Linked DNA regions of Gossypium hirsutum: region 2 is linked to region 1. A link is a contact called in public Hi-C data. All regions are on one chromosome and are shown on one strand. The core of a region is the stretch at or near the end of the contact, and the rest is flanking DNA. Distances in the headings are between cores, read along the strand shown. Region 1 holds the start of LOC107910331 (putative lipase YDL109C). Region 2 holds the start of LOC107910327.

What was found. A called contact is a pair of places that touch in the nucleus more often than the background predicts.
Region 2: a Hi-C map of hypocotyl shows a contact between it and region 1, with 4 times the contacts expected there. The contact joins the promoter of LOC107910327 here to the promoter of LOC107910331 in region 1. A contact is called at or near these places in 11 of 34 Hi-C or Micro-C datasets (callus, hypocotyl, leaf and 1 more).

What each region holds. Positions count from the first base shown.
Region 1 is chrD02:16,499,879-16,507,639 of Gossypium_hirsutum_v2.1, forward strand. LOC107910331 (putative lipase YDL109C) reads right to left here and starts at 3,887. Exons shown (of 11, transcript XM_016838154.2): 1 at 3,433-3,887; 2 at 3,277-3,344; 3 at 2,719-2,789; 4 at 2,234-2,509; 5 at 1,818-1,978; 6 at 1,669-1,724; 7 at 1,454-1,506; 8 at 1,249-1,375; 9 at 203-300. The coding sequence starts at 3,593.
Region 2 is chrD02:16,667,850-16,675,610 of Gossypium_hirsutum_v2.1, forward strand. It overlaps LOC107910327, which reads left to right and starts at 3,245. Exons shown (of 3, transcript XM_016838148.2): 1 at 3,245-3,694; 2 at 3,761-3,847; 3 at 4,946-5,257. The coding sequence starts at 3,245. The coding sequence ends at 5,092. It also overlaps the pseudogene LOC107910328 and the pseudogene LOC121214644.

The sequences.
Region 1 (7,761 bases), core at 2,637-5,136:
AAATTAGATAAACTTAAAAATTTTACATAAAATGAGAAAGATAACTTGAACTAATCCGAACCAATGAATTCGATTAAGGTTAGTCAAGTTATTTATAGTATTTAGTTTGACTTCAGTTTGATTTTTTTTAATGTATATATATATATATAGAAAGACAGCTAATTCTACCCGCAGGACGATGAGTTTGTAAAGAATAACTTGCCTGAATAGTACTGTGTGCAAGAATCCTTTGACGGCTGCCTTTGAAGTATACATCAACCCGTTCCCAGCTGAGTTTTGTTAAACCTCTGATCATTTCCTCTGTAATATTGATAAACACAAGTGGAATTTTACCCACTGGATAATAACTAGTTATTCAACTAGCACCTCGGCTTTCAGCTTTAAACATGTAATGGATGATTTAGCTCCCAACAAATAAATATTGTCATCTCGAGAAAATTTCTTCCCCTTTTTCCATTAACAAATGTTTGTATGTCCAATGATTAACAACAATACACCAAATCAAGGGAAAAGATTACACAAATGCATATGTTTCACAATTTAGCAATTATCTTATATGTGAATCACTGCAGAAGAGGAAAGCAAACAGTAATTATCGTCAAACACCCTGAATATCGGCTATGTTACTCGGACACTTTATTTTCCTTGAAGCATTTGTGTATGACACTCATGTTATGGGGATATGACCCTCTAAACACATTTGTATTGAACACATACCCTCTAAACACCATTGAATTATTGACAACTCCTATCCAGAATTTTGGATATTACATTTGTTGACTTCAAAGATTAGCTATAACCTAGATAGCCCTATCTGCCACTATAATGGAACAGTCTAGATATTATAAGCTATTGAAAATCCTATGATGATATCATGATATACTTTGCTAATCCTAATTCAAAATGAATACAAAGTCTGATATTTTAAAGGAAAACATTTTGCTACTTCAGGATAAAAGAAATTTGAAATCTGAATCCAATTTGTTTATTGGCTCGAAGTTAATGCCATCCTAGCTACCTCCTCACTAACAATTCCATATGCATTGCCGATTGAAATTGGGAAGAGTGTTGTTTTTATGCTGTCGTTTGATCTTTTACATCTGCTAGAACTCTCTGTGACTACTAAGAAACATTACAAACCAATTCTAGTGAAGTGAAAGATGCCACAGCCACCAACCAAAAATAACAAAGGAAATATTATAGAAACTTATTTGATTACTAATTTTAAAATATAAATAATAAGCAAACCTTCCATGTTTATCTTCTCATCTCCATTGATTTTGGCCTCAGTGGGGATTTCATCAAGGGTGGCTGTTTTTGCTGGCTCCACATTAATGACATGTGGGTATCTGTCACTTCTTGGAAGATGTTTGATCTGATAAATCCAAGTTGGCATTAGGCTCACAGCAGGTTATACCAATTAAAAGCTTCCACGAATATGCTTGATGGTTACCTTAGGAAGTTCATTTCGTCGCCGTAAGGAAGAGGTACTCCACCCAACAATATCTAAGAACAGCGTCAAGTTCTTAAACAGGCAGAATAGTTTCGATGAGAATAGGTCATGTCCTAGAGCCTAAAACATCTAGTTCAATTATTAAATCTTCCGTGAAGAATTGGTAATGCAGAGAAAACATAAATGCAGAATCAACTGATATAATAAAAGGATACGGTCGAACCTTGCATTTGCATACGCAACACGACGCCTGAAGGACCCCAGAGCAGAGCTGCATTTAAAGAAAAAATACAGATATGAGCCTGCAATTTACCATCCACTCTCTCATGCTTTAAAATAACAAAGGAATCTTGCAAAAACTCACATAAATTTAAGATCTTCACAATCGTTGACCATCCGAAGAAGAAGTGGTGGTTTTCCATCCTTTCCATCAGTCAAAAACAAATGTTTTCCAGTTCTACCAAGCAACCATGATATTCGAGCAGCAAATTTTTCAAGTGCACGGGAGCCACGGAACAATGGAACCTGAATAATGCAAAGCCATGACAAGAATACTATTACCAACCTGTAATGTAAAAAGTGTTAACACATACTCAATGGTCAAAGACTTCATTGTTCAACGTTATCACTCAATTGCATTCTATTGCATACCTGCACAGAAGATAAATCAGTAGTCTCAATCAGAACTTAATTGAAGACTAAACTTCAAAAATGCATTTCATCATCAAATAGTGAGGAAAAGAAATCTATCCAATAATTCTTGGAGCATGAATGAACTACCTGTTTATGCCACAGAGACCCGAGGTGTGGACTTGCAAATGTAATGAAATTCATGGGCTCTAGTCCAGCAATTTTGCCTTTTAATTGCCCTTCAGGGCATAAATCTTTATCTCCCAAATGGTCAGTTCCACAATCTCCATTTGTTTGAGAAGTTTCTTGAGTTAGGTCTTGTTCATAAAGCCGCGCAATGGCATACCTTGCTACAAGGCCACCTAATGAATGACCAACGAAAGAAATCTTCTGAACACTTGGGTGACAGCTTATGACATGTTTGACCTGAAAAAGGTAAACTTAAATTAATATAAATGGTTTCTGCCAAATATATATATATATATAAATGGTAAAAATGGAAGTACAGAGTATCAAACTACAGAACAATAATATATCAACGGTAAGCGGCAGTTAGCAAAATTGGAAAATAATCTGAGTTGCAATCATGAATAATGAACCTTATTGAAGATAAATAAAATTGATAGCACACATACCTCCTCTGCTAATCTGTCGCCCATTACATCAACACCATCAAATGTCAACGTTGAAGAATTGCGCTCACTGCCTGCATTGCGCATTTAGTCATTAACCATTCAGTACTTATTTCACCATGAAATTCATCAACAATATCATTAACTCATTATCACGAATATTCATTTAGTGAATGGGTCTTGCGTTCACTTCACCAATTAATTAGGATGGTTATAATCCAGCAAAATATTAAATAAGAAAATAACACAATTTGATGAATAACAATCAAAATTTGAATCCTGGATCAGTCATTGGTGAGACTTATCTACTTATAACTTCGGATAGATCTAAAGTCTAACCCAGGTTAAATTAATTCAACAGCATTGGAGTATAAGACTCCAAATTACTTAGCAGACTACTTATGAAATTATATTAGAGATTAATTATGAAACAGTTCAAAAAAAATAACTTTGTAAGAAGAAAAGGGTGAGATGAGTAAATCATTAACTTGAAACTAATTAGCATTTAGCATAATCACAGTTAATACATACAAAAAAAAAATGGAGTACCGAAGTACTCACAATGAACAATAACATTCTCAGGATACTTCTTTAAAAGCTGCTTCGCTGCAAATCTCCAATTCTGAGCACTGCAAAGATACCAATCCAAAAATCAATCAAGCAGTTCGAAACACATAAATAACATTAATAAAAAAAACGATTAAAACCGAGATTAACCTGCCAATGATGCCATTAACCATGATAACTAGATGAGTAGGATTGTTACGCTCTCCCTGAAACTGGACTTCCATATCGACACCTCCGTTCTCGTGGGATTTCGTTCTCAAGCATCCAAATCTCGGGAAACTCAATGATCTCCTATTCTTTTTTGTCTTCATCTTCTTCTTTTTCTCCTGCTGATTCAGTATCTTATTACTAGTAATATTGTCTTCCCTAACCTTGATCTCTTCAGCAACATCAACTTCCTTTCCGGTACTCCTCTACAATCTCCCTCCATATCCGCCATTTTGAAGCTTAAAAACAGAGCTAAGGTAATAAGAAACGATCTTAAAGTGTTGTATTAAGCTAGATTTTTGCGTTGGGTTTTGATAATGAGAAAAATGGAGGGAGTCAAAATACGCTAGCCAGGATTTAAAGAAGTGAAGAGGGGGGCAATGAAGATGGTGAGGGCGGGCGGTTTTTGTAGTTACGGGTTTGTTAGCTAAATGGGGCGACCCGCTGGTCCCCTCTCTTTCATTTTAAGCCATTGCCCTTGATTTTATGGTTTTATTACGGGATAAATTTGTTTCCATCGGCTGATGGGTTGAGGATAAAATCGTCATCCTCTAAGTATATTTGTTTTTGTGCTTCAATCATGATTTTTTCTTCTAAAAGCAGACAGAGAAATTGACAGGTTTAATCTTCGGAAACTTTTGTCTTCAAATTTTAGAGCCTCGTTTCTTTCAACTCGGATGGCTATTTTTTAATTACCAAATTTATTTTAATTTTTACTCCATATTTGCTTTTGATAATTGAAAAAGGGGAATAAGTTTATTTAGAATTGAATTCAATTTTTATAAATGATTTTGTCACTGAACCAAGAGATTATTGACAAGAATCAATTAATATTGAGATACCTATCCGAAGCAATACAAATAATCGATTGACTTGTGAGTCAATTAAATTTTATTAATTAAAGTTTATAATTTTTTAAATTTTTATAAATTTTTAATAATTTATTTAATTAAAACTAATCGTTTTGATAATTGACTGTTTTTATTTATAACCCTTCGCTCAAATTAAGTTAAAGTTCAATTGTATTATATTATTATTTTGATGTATTACACTTGTATTTAAAATATCATATATTTTTTTATTGGATGATTTATTAAAAAGTCTAAGCTTGCTTGAACTAGACCAGGTTGAACGGTTGGATTGAGAACCAATCGAGATATCAATTTGGAGAGGGATTTTCAATCGTTGACTCAAAAATCAATGCGAACCGAATAAAAAAAACGATTGAATTGAATTTTTAATATCTTATTTTATAATTTTATAATAATTTATTTTTATTGAACCGATTGCAACAATTAAATCATGAACCAGTAACGTGATTAATTTGAGTACCAATTCAATTTTAAAAATTTTGTAAAAATCAAAATTAATAACTTAAATACAAATCATTTACTTGGATAAACTATTATATTAATAATTCGTATTAAAAAATAACATATTTTTATAATTAGAATAATGCTATGTTTTAACTAACTTTTTATACATATATCTTTGTGGCATAAGAATATTAAATACCAAAAGCATGGAAGCACCAACTTCTGTTTTCAAATGGCATACATGTGAATATGGTATTATATGCTATGTTCTAACTTTAAATTAGGTTGGAAATGATACAATACCAAATAATATTATTCTTCAAGCCAGGCAATTAATATATATTTTGTGCAAGTCTGTACTAATGGAACATACATTCATATGTAAAAAGATTAAGAAAATAAATTAATTAATGTTGAAAAATCAAATGTGTATGGTCCTAGGTCTATGCCCCTTAATGTCAAGCTATCTAGAAGTCCTCCAACCTTTTTTGGTCAATGGCAAGAGTTATCAACATTCCAACATAGATAACCTTTCTAGAAACCATTTAACATCTGTCTTTCACCAATCATCCATTCATTCTCACTTCTTGTCATCAACTACATGGGTTGTTTCCAAAAGAATTAATGGGTAAATGTTTAATTTTAAATTTTATTCCAATTACATTTTATGAAATAGAAAAATTCACTCGGTTATTAAAATTTTACTGTTATTGGCATAATAGGTAACACAACTTTTTTTGTGTACTTTAACAATTTTTTTTTAAAAAAAATTGTGAATCTTTTTTTAAACTTGTTGAAATTTTAATTTTTATGAAATATACATGGATTGCCACACAAATAATTATATCAGTATTGTTAAAATTTCAATGGTCCAGTTAAGTTTCCCATTTAAAAATAAACAATTTAACTAAATTTTAAAAGTAAATTACCAAAATAATAAAAATAAATAAATTGGGATCAAAATGATAAAAAAAATATATTAAAAACTAAATTTATCATTATATCAAAAAAATTCACTTGTTATATAGAAAAAGAAATAAATATAAGAAATTAGCATCTGAATTTTTTTTTCTTTTTAATTCAATATCATACTTGCATATATTGAAGGGCCAAGCAACATATTTTGGCACTCAACTTTAAACACTAAGGTTATATATGTTTTACAGTAAACTACATAGTTAGTCACTCTAAATAAGGTTATTTTTATTTTGATTATTTTAAATTTTTATTAATTTGGTTATTTAAAAAATAAACTAATCAAATTGATCACTCTACCGTTAAATAATAATAAAATGTTCAGGATGCATTTGTACGAAAAAAATTTTGGGTGATCAAAATAGAAATAATTTCTATTTAAAGTGACTGGTTAGTAATTTACCCTAATTTTAGAGTGGCTAATGGGAATTTACCCTATTTTTGAAGTAAATTATTTTATTATATATTAAATAAAAATTATAAAACCATAAAATTACAAGGAGGAAAAAAAATACATGAAATATCTAAAATCGTAAACGACCTTCTCTGAAAGAAATCAAATGTTCGGGAATTAAAAAATCTGTAGCAAATGTCTCAACAATATATTAAAGTTATATTAACCAATTTCCATACCAATTTTTTATTAAAACAAAGCTTATTGACAAAAAAAAAATTGTTGTGGGAGAAAAAAAAGCATTTTTACACTTAAAATTATTCATTCACAATCAACAAATATTCGGTGAAATAAGGAGAAAAATTTAGATTCGAATCCTAAATATAATATCATTGGAAAGATTAGTTACGAAATTTAAAAAGATTTTTCTTCATAAATAGTAAAACAAACATAAACATAATTTCGAGCCTTGTTTATTAAAGGTTTAATTTATGATTTAGCCTCTAAGGTATATATACTTTCGCACTTTAATACTTAAACCCTTTTTTTGTCTTAATTTGGTACTTAAAGTGTGCCTCCAATATATATTTTAGTTTATTTTTTGACAAATGTTAAAAAAAATTTATAGTCAATCACAAAGCGTCACATGGCGTCTTTATTAAAAAAGTAAATACTTTCTTTTATTAAATGTATATACACATTAAAAAAATATAAAAAATAGAAATGAATATATAAAAATTCAAAAAAATATAAAATCTAAAAAATATATATCATAAAAAATTATAAAAATAAAATTTACAAAAAGAATACGATAATTGAAAAGAAATTTGTTGAAATAAATAATATTATTACAAAAATTGTAAAATTGTAAAAAACTAAAAAAGGTTTAAAAATATTTTTTATAAAATTCTAAAAAGGTTTTTAAATTTAAATTTTTTTTCAATTATTTAAAATTTAAATATTTTTTTAAAAATTTTATAACATTTTTCCATTTTTTATATATTATTTTGAATTTTCAAATTTTATAATTATATATTTTAGAATTTTATAAAAAAATTATTTTTAAACTTTTTAAAAAATTTATATTTTATATAAGATTTTTTACATTTTTAATCAATATTATGGAAAATACTAAAACAAAACTTTAAAAAAGGACATGTGGCATGTTCTAATAGCGCCATGTGGCATATCAATGCTAGTCAACATTAGGTCAAAGTCAAAAGTTCTTTATATTTAAATATTTAATATTATATTTTAATTTTTATTTAATATTTTTATTTTAAATTAACCTAATTACCACATGGCACATTTTCATCAGCCAAAATATGCCATGTGGCACCTTTTCATTTGTCAAAGTTGCCTAACAGTTATTTTTAACATTGGCTACAAAATGGACCAAAAATAGAAGAAGTTGATCTTTTAAATACCAATTTAAGATAAATATCAAAGTGGAAAAATGAGTATACTTCAAGGGCTTAATACAGAATTAAGCCTTTATTAAACAACTTGAACACCAGCATTTATGTTTATTTAAAGCTTATTTAAAACTCATTTATCATTTGAATATTATATAATTAATAATATTAT
Region 2 (7,761 bases), core at 1,995-4,494, 170 kb after region 1:
CTTAAACCAAAATACGTTATATCAAAGTCAAAGCAATCAAGAACAAAGGCTGAAGCTTTTAAACAGCAGATTACAGAAAAAATTACCACAATTCTAACATGAAATGTTAACAACCACATGCAATTTATTAAATCATCCATGAATGAATATCAAAGATCGATAATTACAGAACAAATCGATACGAATCAATCTTAAACCAAACAAAACATGTTTAATCCACTCAAAGCAGTTAAATTTATACTCTAGCTCGAAAAGTTATATAATAGAACCCAATCATCCCAGGCGATTTTTAACCCATCCCTTAAATATTCACAATCATTCGTCTCTATAGATATTGGCTTCACCTTAGGTTTTACAATATGGAATACAAATACTAGTTATGTCGCCTGCGGTTGAACTCTAACAAGCTGCCATAAGTGCGATCAACAACACCAACGAAGAGCGATTCTGTATCTGGGCTAAAGGATATTCCAGCAACCTCACCAAAAAAGTCAATTTCCTGGCACTTCACATACCCGGACTTGGTGTCGAAGACATGAACGAAGTTAGCTGGCTCAGCCATGGCAAGAAATCGACCATCTGATGTGAACTTGAGAGCTCTAATTGCTCCCATTCTTCCCTTCAATACAGCTAGGGACTGGGATGGTTTTCTTACATCCCACAATCTGCAAGTTGTGTCCTGATTCCCAGTAGCAAGAATGTTCCAATCAGGGTGCCAAGATGAAGCAAAAGAATAGTCCAAATGTCCCTCTAGGGTGCCAGTGACCTGCAGCATTGTACAAAATAAATTAGACATCAACAAGATTTAAACCTCAAAACGCACCATTTATTTGGATGTCCAGCAAGAGTGACATACTTTGCCAGACTGAGCATCGGCAATTAGGCAGTCGGTACTGTCTCCAAGAACTGCAAGCAACTTCCCGTCTGGACTAACAGAGGTATTCTGTTAAGAGAAGACAACCATAAAAGTAAGAAAAACACCCGAAAAATGGAATTCTACAGCAAGCATTTGAAGACTAGCACTTAAATTTACAGACCTGTCGAATGAGAACCGGTTGAAGGTTGAAAAAGTTTCGGCATCAAAAACTCTGATTTGAGCATCGTTATTTGTAGCCATAACTCTCATTGCACCACTGCAGAAATAAAGAAGATTCAGTTTTATTTTAAAATGTAGTCAAAGTAATATATTGCTCAAGATAACCAAAATATTTCTCTTTGTTAGACTGCTCAAAAAGGATCAAAATATTTCTCACCTAGGATTGAGATACACATCCACCGCATTAGTGATTGCATTATCATCAGTGGTTACTTTTGTGGAGAATGTCACCCCCGGTTGATTTATATACTGCCCAAGCAGAAAAATACTCTCAATAGCATGAGCCAAATTGCAAACATAATATTTTATCCCATAAACATTTGTCAAACAAGCAAACAGATACCTTGCAAATAAGCTCCCCCAGAAAACCACCAGCCACCATTAAATTTTCTTTAACTGCCATGGTGCTAATCTGCACCCTAGAGAGTTGCTGAGATTGTCGTTTCTACAAACATATCAAAATACAAAGTTTATCTCAACTGCTCTTCAAACAAAGCAGCAGAAGTCAAATTAAATTAATCATGGCCATATTCACTAACCAGGTTGGGAACAATTGGCTTAGCCACATTCAACACTTCTTTGCCCTTGCGTAGTAGTGATGACCAATGCATTACCGAGTAGTTTTGCATGAGGTACACATCGTGCTTTGATGTAGCCCACAATAGATTCCTTAGCTACATGATAAAATAAATAAATTAAACACAATACCATATATCAGCATTCTTTCAAGCATGAAAGCAGATAAAAATATCCATCACCTAGATAACTTAATTGAAACTAAAATCTTAAATTAGTGTGCATGTGTACAAGACCATACTCTTCCACATAATCCTTTCACCGACAGATAGTAATGTTACTGTTAACTAAAGACTCGTTAACTAGCTTCACCACTCACTGGGGTGACCAAAACAATTTATAGCCACAATTCAGCCTTCCAGCATCCTTGCAACAAGAAGTACGGCCCAATGCCATGGTCAAGAGTATGGATAAAAAAGAAATTGGTAGTTGATAGGAAAGACAAACAAGCATTAATCTTCTTGTGCACATTAATTTCAAAATGAATTACTAGTAACATATTTGTAAGACCATGTAACCACATTTTACCACCAACAAATGTTGTGAATCCCATACAAAGAGGAAAGAAAAGAAAGGGAAAAAGAACTGTCATAAAAAGAAAAATTGGCAGTTGATTGACCATGTATGCCCCTTTTCAGTATGGGAAGCCCCAATTCACTTTCCTCAAATTTCCCATTACATAAATAACAAAATGGAAAACAAAAATTCACAGAGCACAGGTAATGCATTAAAATTTGCAACACCAAACAGAACCATGAAAGAGGGAGACCCATAAATGCAACCAGTAAGTTAGAAGGAACATTTTTAAATCATCCATGAATGAATATCAAAGATCGATAATTACAGAACAAATCGATACGAATCAATCTTAAACCAAACAAAAAATGTTTAATCCACTCAAAGCAGTTAAGAATAAAGGCTAAAGTTTATAGACAGCAGATTTAACATGTTTCGAATCTGCTTACATGCAGAAAAAATAAAAGACAGTAACAAGGTTAACAGAGAGTTAGAAACCTACCTTTCAGTTGCACTAACTCAGAAATCGGCAAAAAAGAAAATGAGAAGAAACAAAGGGAGCAAATCGGTAGAAAAGAAAAGAAAATAAACAGAGGGCAGAAAAGAAAAGAAAAGAAACGGAGGGAGCAAATCGGCAGAGGCTAGAAGGAACAGAAGAGAAACAAAGGGGAAGCAGATGAGAGGGTATAACAGGGATGGTAAACCTATGCGGCGCCTAATCTGGGCAAAATGGAAGGATTACAAATCGGTGAAATCCACCGATTAAATCAGTAACCGATTACAATGGTATTAGCAATACCATGAACCAAACATAGGAATAGAGAGGGATTAAGCGGGACCCACCGATTAGCCAATACACCCAACTAAACATGGTGTAATATGAGTATTTTATAAATAGGGGACGAAAACATGACGTAAAATTAAATAATTAAAATAATATTTATTTTGAAAAAATAAATATATTTATGCATCAAAATTTACTGTAACATGCAAAAATTATTTCTGAATTCTAAAATTGGATTGTCAAGACCTGATTCGACTAAATGGAGGGATTAACTGCCTAAGTTGATAGGAAATATTTCCCCAAAGGAACTGGATTTTGAGTGCACTGATTTGAGCATTTGGAAAGAAGCTCTCTCCTCCTACAAATCTCGAATCCAATCTCTAAACAAGCCTAATTTGATTTCTCTTGACGAATTTTACACCCACGATCTTCCCTCTCTTCTCCGCCAACGAAACCCTAACCCTTTCATTACCACCGCCGAACTCTCCCGCCTCATGCAGTGGAAGCTCACTCGCGGCAAATTGAGGCCTCGTTTGTTAAACTTTGTTTCCTCTTTGGACGACTCTTCTGTCCAATCCGTTTCTCAAAAGGCTTTCCTCTCCCTTCCCGACATCTCCAAAGCCATCTCCCAGCTTACGGTTTTGAAAGGAGTCGGCCCCGCTACTGCCTCCGCTGTTCTCGCCGCCTACGCTCCTGAAACGGCGCCATTTATGTCCGACGAGGTAACTGCCTCTCCAATCTTTCTTTATTGGTTTTTTATTTGATATGACTTTTAATTTATATTCAAGGCTATGGTGGCTGCGCTTGGAAGCTCCAAAGATTATTCGTTAAAACAATACTTGTTATTTGTGGAAAAACTACAGAGCAAATCTAAGGTTGGTGAGGTTCCTTTCTATTCTATTTGAGTTATTATTGTAGTTCTTTTGGCATGATCCTTACTTGTATTTTGTCTTGATGATGTTGATCAATATTGTGCAATTAAAATATGCTAGTAGTTTTCAAGTTAGTATAATGGCAGTTTAATAAGAAATATTTAAAAAGTACTTAGCTTATTACAGATGGTATCGGTTAGGCTTAGAACTAGTTAACTTTTGCTATTTAAGATGTTGATATTTTTTCTTGTGGAGCCTGTTGGAAGTTCAATTCTGTACATTTTAGGTGGAACTTAGTTTCCATTGACAGAATCTCTTTCATTTTCATGTTACGAAGTTCGTTTCCATTTTCCTTTTGCTTATTTTGATTGAGCACACCTCTTTGCATGGTTCCCCAAAATGGTGTTTGCAGGGGAAATTACTTGACGAAAACTTAGTTTCAGGAGTCAGGACCACAAGTGTTCTTTCTTTCTTTTCCTGAACTCATTGTTTTCATAGTTGATAGCTGATCAATGGTCACTTTATATTGTTCTGAAGCTTCATTGTTGTCTCACTGAATTTGTAGCTTTCTGATGCTAGTCTTATTGTTTTGTTTCTATTGAATGTTTTATGTTGTTGATAGGTGATCCTAATCCGTCTCTAGTTTTCCTTGTTTCTGATTCTTGGCTAATTGCGTTTTGACTGGGCAACACTATCATATTCCTTAAGGAACAACAAGGCAACTCTAGTATTCTCTAGTTGTTAATATCCATTGGAACCTTTGCCCATTGTATGTTTGTTTGAAGAACTTATTCAATCAGTGTAGAAGCCACTGAAGTTTTGGCTATACTGCTTATAACCTAAAATTAATAGCCTACCAGTGATAAAATTGATTAAGGAAAGATGCTGAATTCTTGATGTTGACAAGTGATAAATTTTTCACTTCGTCCTCAGTCTGTGCCCCTTCTATGCACCTTTGTTGGCTTTATTCATAGGCTAACAAGAATATTTTCTCATAATGTAATGCATGTTGTTATGGGGAAGGATCAATTAATCATTCATCTATGTGCCTGATCCAGGAAATACCTTTTTGAAAAGGATGATCTATGTTTCTTATTACAGGAACTAAGTTCAATGGGTGACTCCTTCAAACCTTCGGATGTAGAAAGGGCTTTGTGGAGTTCAGCTGTAGGCGTAAAGTTGCAGTCTTCACAGACAGCTCCGGACAACAAGATCAAAGGAAGCAACAAAAGAAAGAGAAAACATTGAATTATCTATGTGCAAGATGATGGAAACTTTTGTGAGTTCTAACATGGCCAAGTATTAATCTTGTTTACTTGATGCTAACACTTTATCAATGTGATGTTGTGCCTTGGTCATATATCTGGCATACATGCATGGAATGCAGCCTGAAATTCCTTGTGTTGGATTTAACTATTTTAGTATGGTTAACCCACTGATATTAGTTAAATATTGACAGTAGCACATTACCATGCTATGGCATCTTGCATGAAGTTACTTTGAGAAAATGTCAGAGACCCAAGTTATATGATGAAACCCTTGATCCATCTTTAACTTACGAGGTAATTTCAGTCCTTTTTCCCCTACTTTATGGATGGCAATTTGCTTGTGGGTGGAATGGTAAAGTGCAGTGCAGGTGCTTTAGATTCAAACCACAGCGTTGTTGAAAGCTAGGGTGAACATACCACCCGGGTTTGGTACTTGAATTAACTAATTATTAACCCACCCACAAGCAAAATAGGGTTGGCTGAAGGACAATGATCTATTTATGGACTCTTTAATGGTTAGCCTAGCTGTTGCGAACTGAAAGCTAAAAAAGGCTCTCAAATAGCAGAAAAAACATAATTTACACCAATGAAATTCTCGTTTTCTTGGTAAAACAAAATGTAATTTAATAATTGAACCAAAAAAAAAAACCAGAATGCAGTTTTACTAAAAGAGGAAGAAGTTCCAGGAAGATTTAATGAATCTTCCATTTTGAGCAACCAAAAGCCCAGTTTTGTTTTTTTTACTTCATGTAGGGAGATGAAGTCATTGGTTTATAGGTGTCAAGTCGCCATTCGCTTTCCTTGTACTTCCCGTAACCATTGTGTTATTGGAGCCTTTCCCTTTTGATCTATAAAATTACACCAAAAAGAAAGGCCGTGACGGACGAAATCTTCAAAAACTTCCCAAGTCTCTTCTTCTTTTACGGCCTCATTCAACGGCTTTAACCACCAAAGTGATGAAAATGAATATTATGCCCTCCTTCTCAGACCGTAAACACTGACGGAGTCCCCGAGGAGAGGCTCTCCTCCCTCAAAAGCAGGCCTACTGAGTACTCGAGACTCCCGAAGTCGGCTTCGATGGGGCTTCAACTTCAAGAGCCATTTTCAACCTCTTGACCACTGTTGTGGGAGCCGGGATCATGGTGCTCCCAGCCACCGTCAATCAGTTGGACCTAATCCCGAGTCTATTCGTAATCATATTCGTCTATTTGCTAACGGGATCATCCATCGATAAGATACTCAGGTTCAGTCGAGCCTCCAAGTCGGCCACATATTCAGGCGTTGCCGCCGACGCTTTCGGTGGGACCGACCGTAACATCTTCAGGTTTGCATTGTCATCAACAACTTGGGCATGCTCGTGGTTTACATGATCATCATAGGTAAGTTTGAACTCCCCCCTCCCCCAAAAAAAAAAGAATTAAGCTTCGTGGAACGACTAGTTGCCCTTCGATCACCTCTGAATTTGATTTGATTGCAGGTGATGTGTTGTCGGGGACATGGGAGGATGGGTTCCACCACAAGGGAGTTATGGAAGAATGGTTCGGTGAACACTGGTGGACAACGCGTTCGGCTTTGCTCATGTTCACCACGCTCTTCGTTTTCGCACCTCTCATTTCATTCAAACGCATTGGTAACTAACTCACGCCTCAAAAATTCTAAATTGCCGCTATACTCCTTTCTTACTTTTATTGAAATGCTTGCTGTTTTTCGTGATTTTAGATTCATTGAGATACACCTCGGCATTGTCAGTTGGTTTCGCGATTGTATTTGTGGCAATAACAGCGGGAGTTACCATTGTTAAGTTGATGGAAGGGAAAATCGAAATGCATCGTTTAATGCCGAAACTTGAAAACCAGGCATCGTTTTGGAAGCTTTTCACCACTGTTCCTGTTCTAGTCACTGCTTATATATGCCACCATAACGGTGAGTCATCACAGATTGATTCCTTCTACACTTCTAAGTCTTTATTATCATAATTTGGGTTTGTTTAGTTGTTGGTTCAAGTAAATTATCTTCCAATTTGTACCAAATTAGTTGCATCTTTGAGTTGATTGAATGCTTTAACGGTAAGAGATGCTTAATGTACCTGTTGATACCTAAAACTCTGCGAAGAACAAATTATCCATTTATGGTTCAACATAGGGGTGTTCATTCGGTTAACCGACCGGTTAATCGACCCGAAATTACTATAACCGAATTAACGGACCTTTCAAAAATTTTAACCGTTAACCGAACCGATTTTTTTAAAAAAAAATTAACCGAACCGAAATTTTTTTGGTTAATAAGGTCGGTTAACCGAATTAACCGAAAATTATGTATTTTTTATTTTTGGTTAAAAATTACCCGAATTACCGAAAAATACCCTAATTACTCGAATTTTTTTTATTTTTTATTTTTAAAATTTAAAAAATTTATAAATTATTAAAGTAAATTGGGTTTTAGACTTTAGTAAATTAGGTTGTCTTTTAGTTTTAGTTTTATTGGATTGGGTAATTGGGTAAACTTTAGTTTTAGTTTTATTGGGTTGGGTAATTAAGTTTGGGCTGGGTTGGATAATTTTATTTATTAATTTTTTCGGTTAACCGACCGGTTTCGAACCGAATTAACCGTTAACCGAAAAATCATAAAAAAATTAACCGACCCCCGACC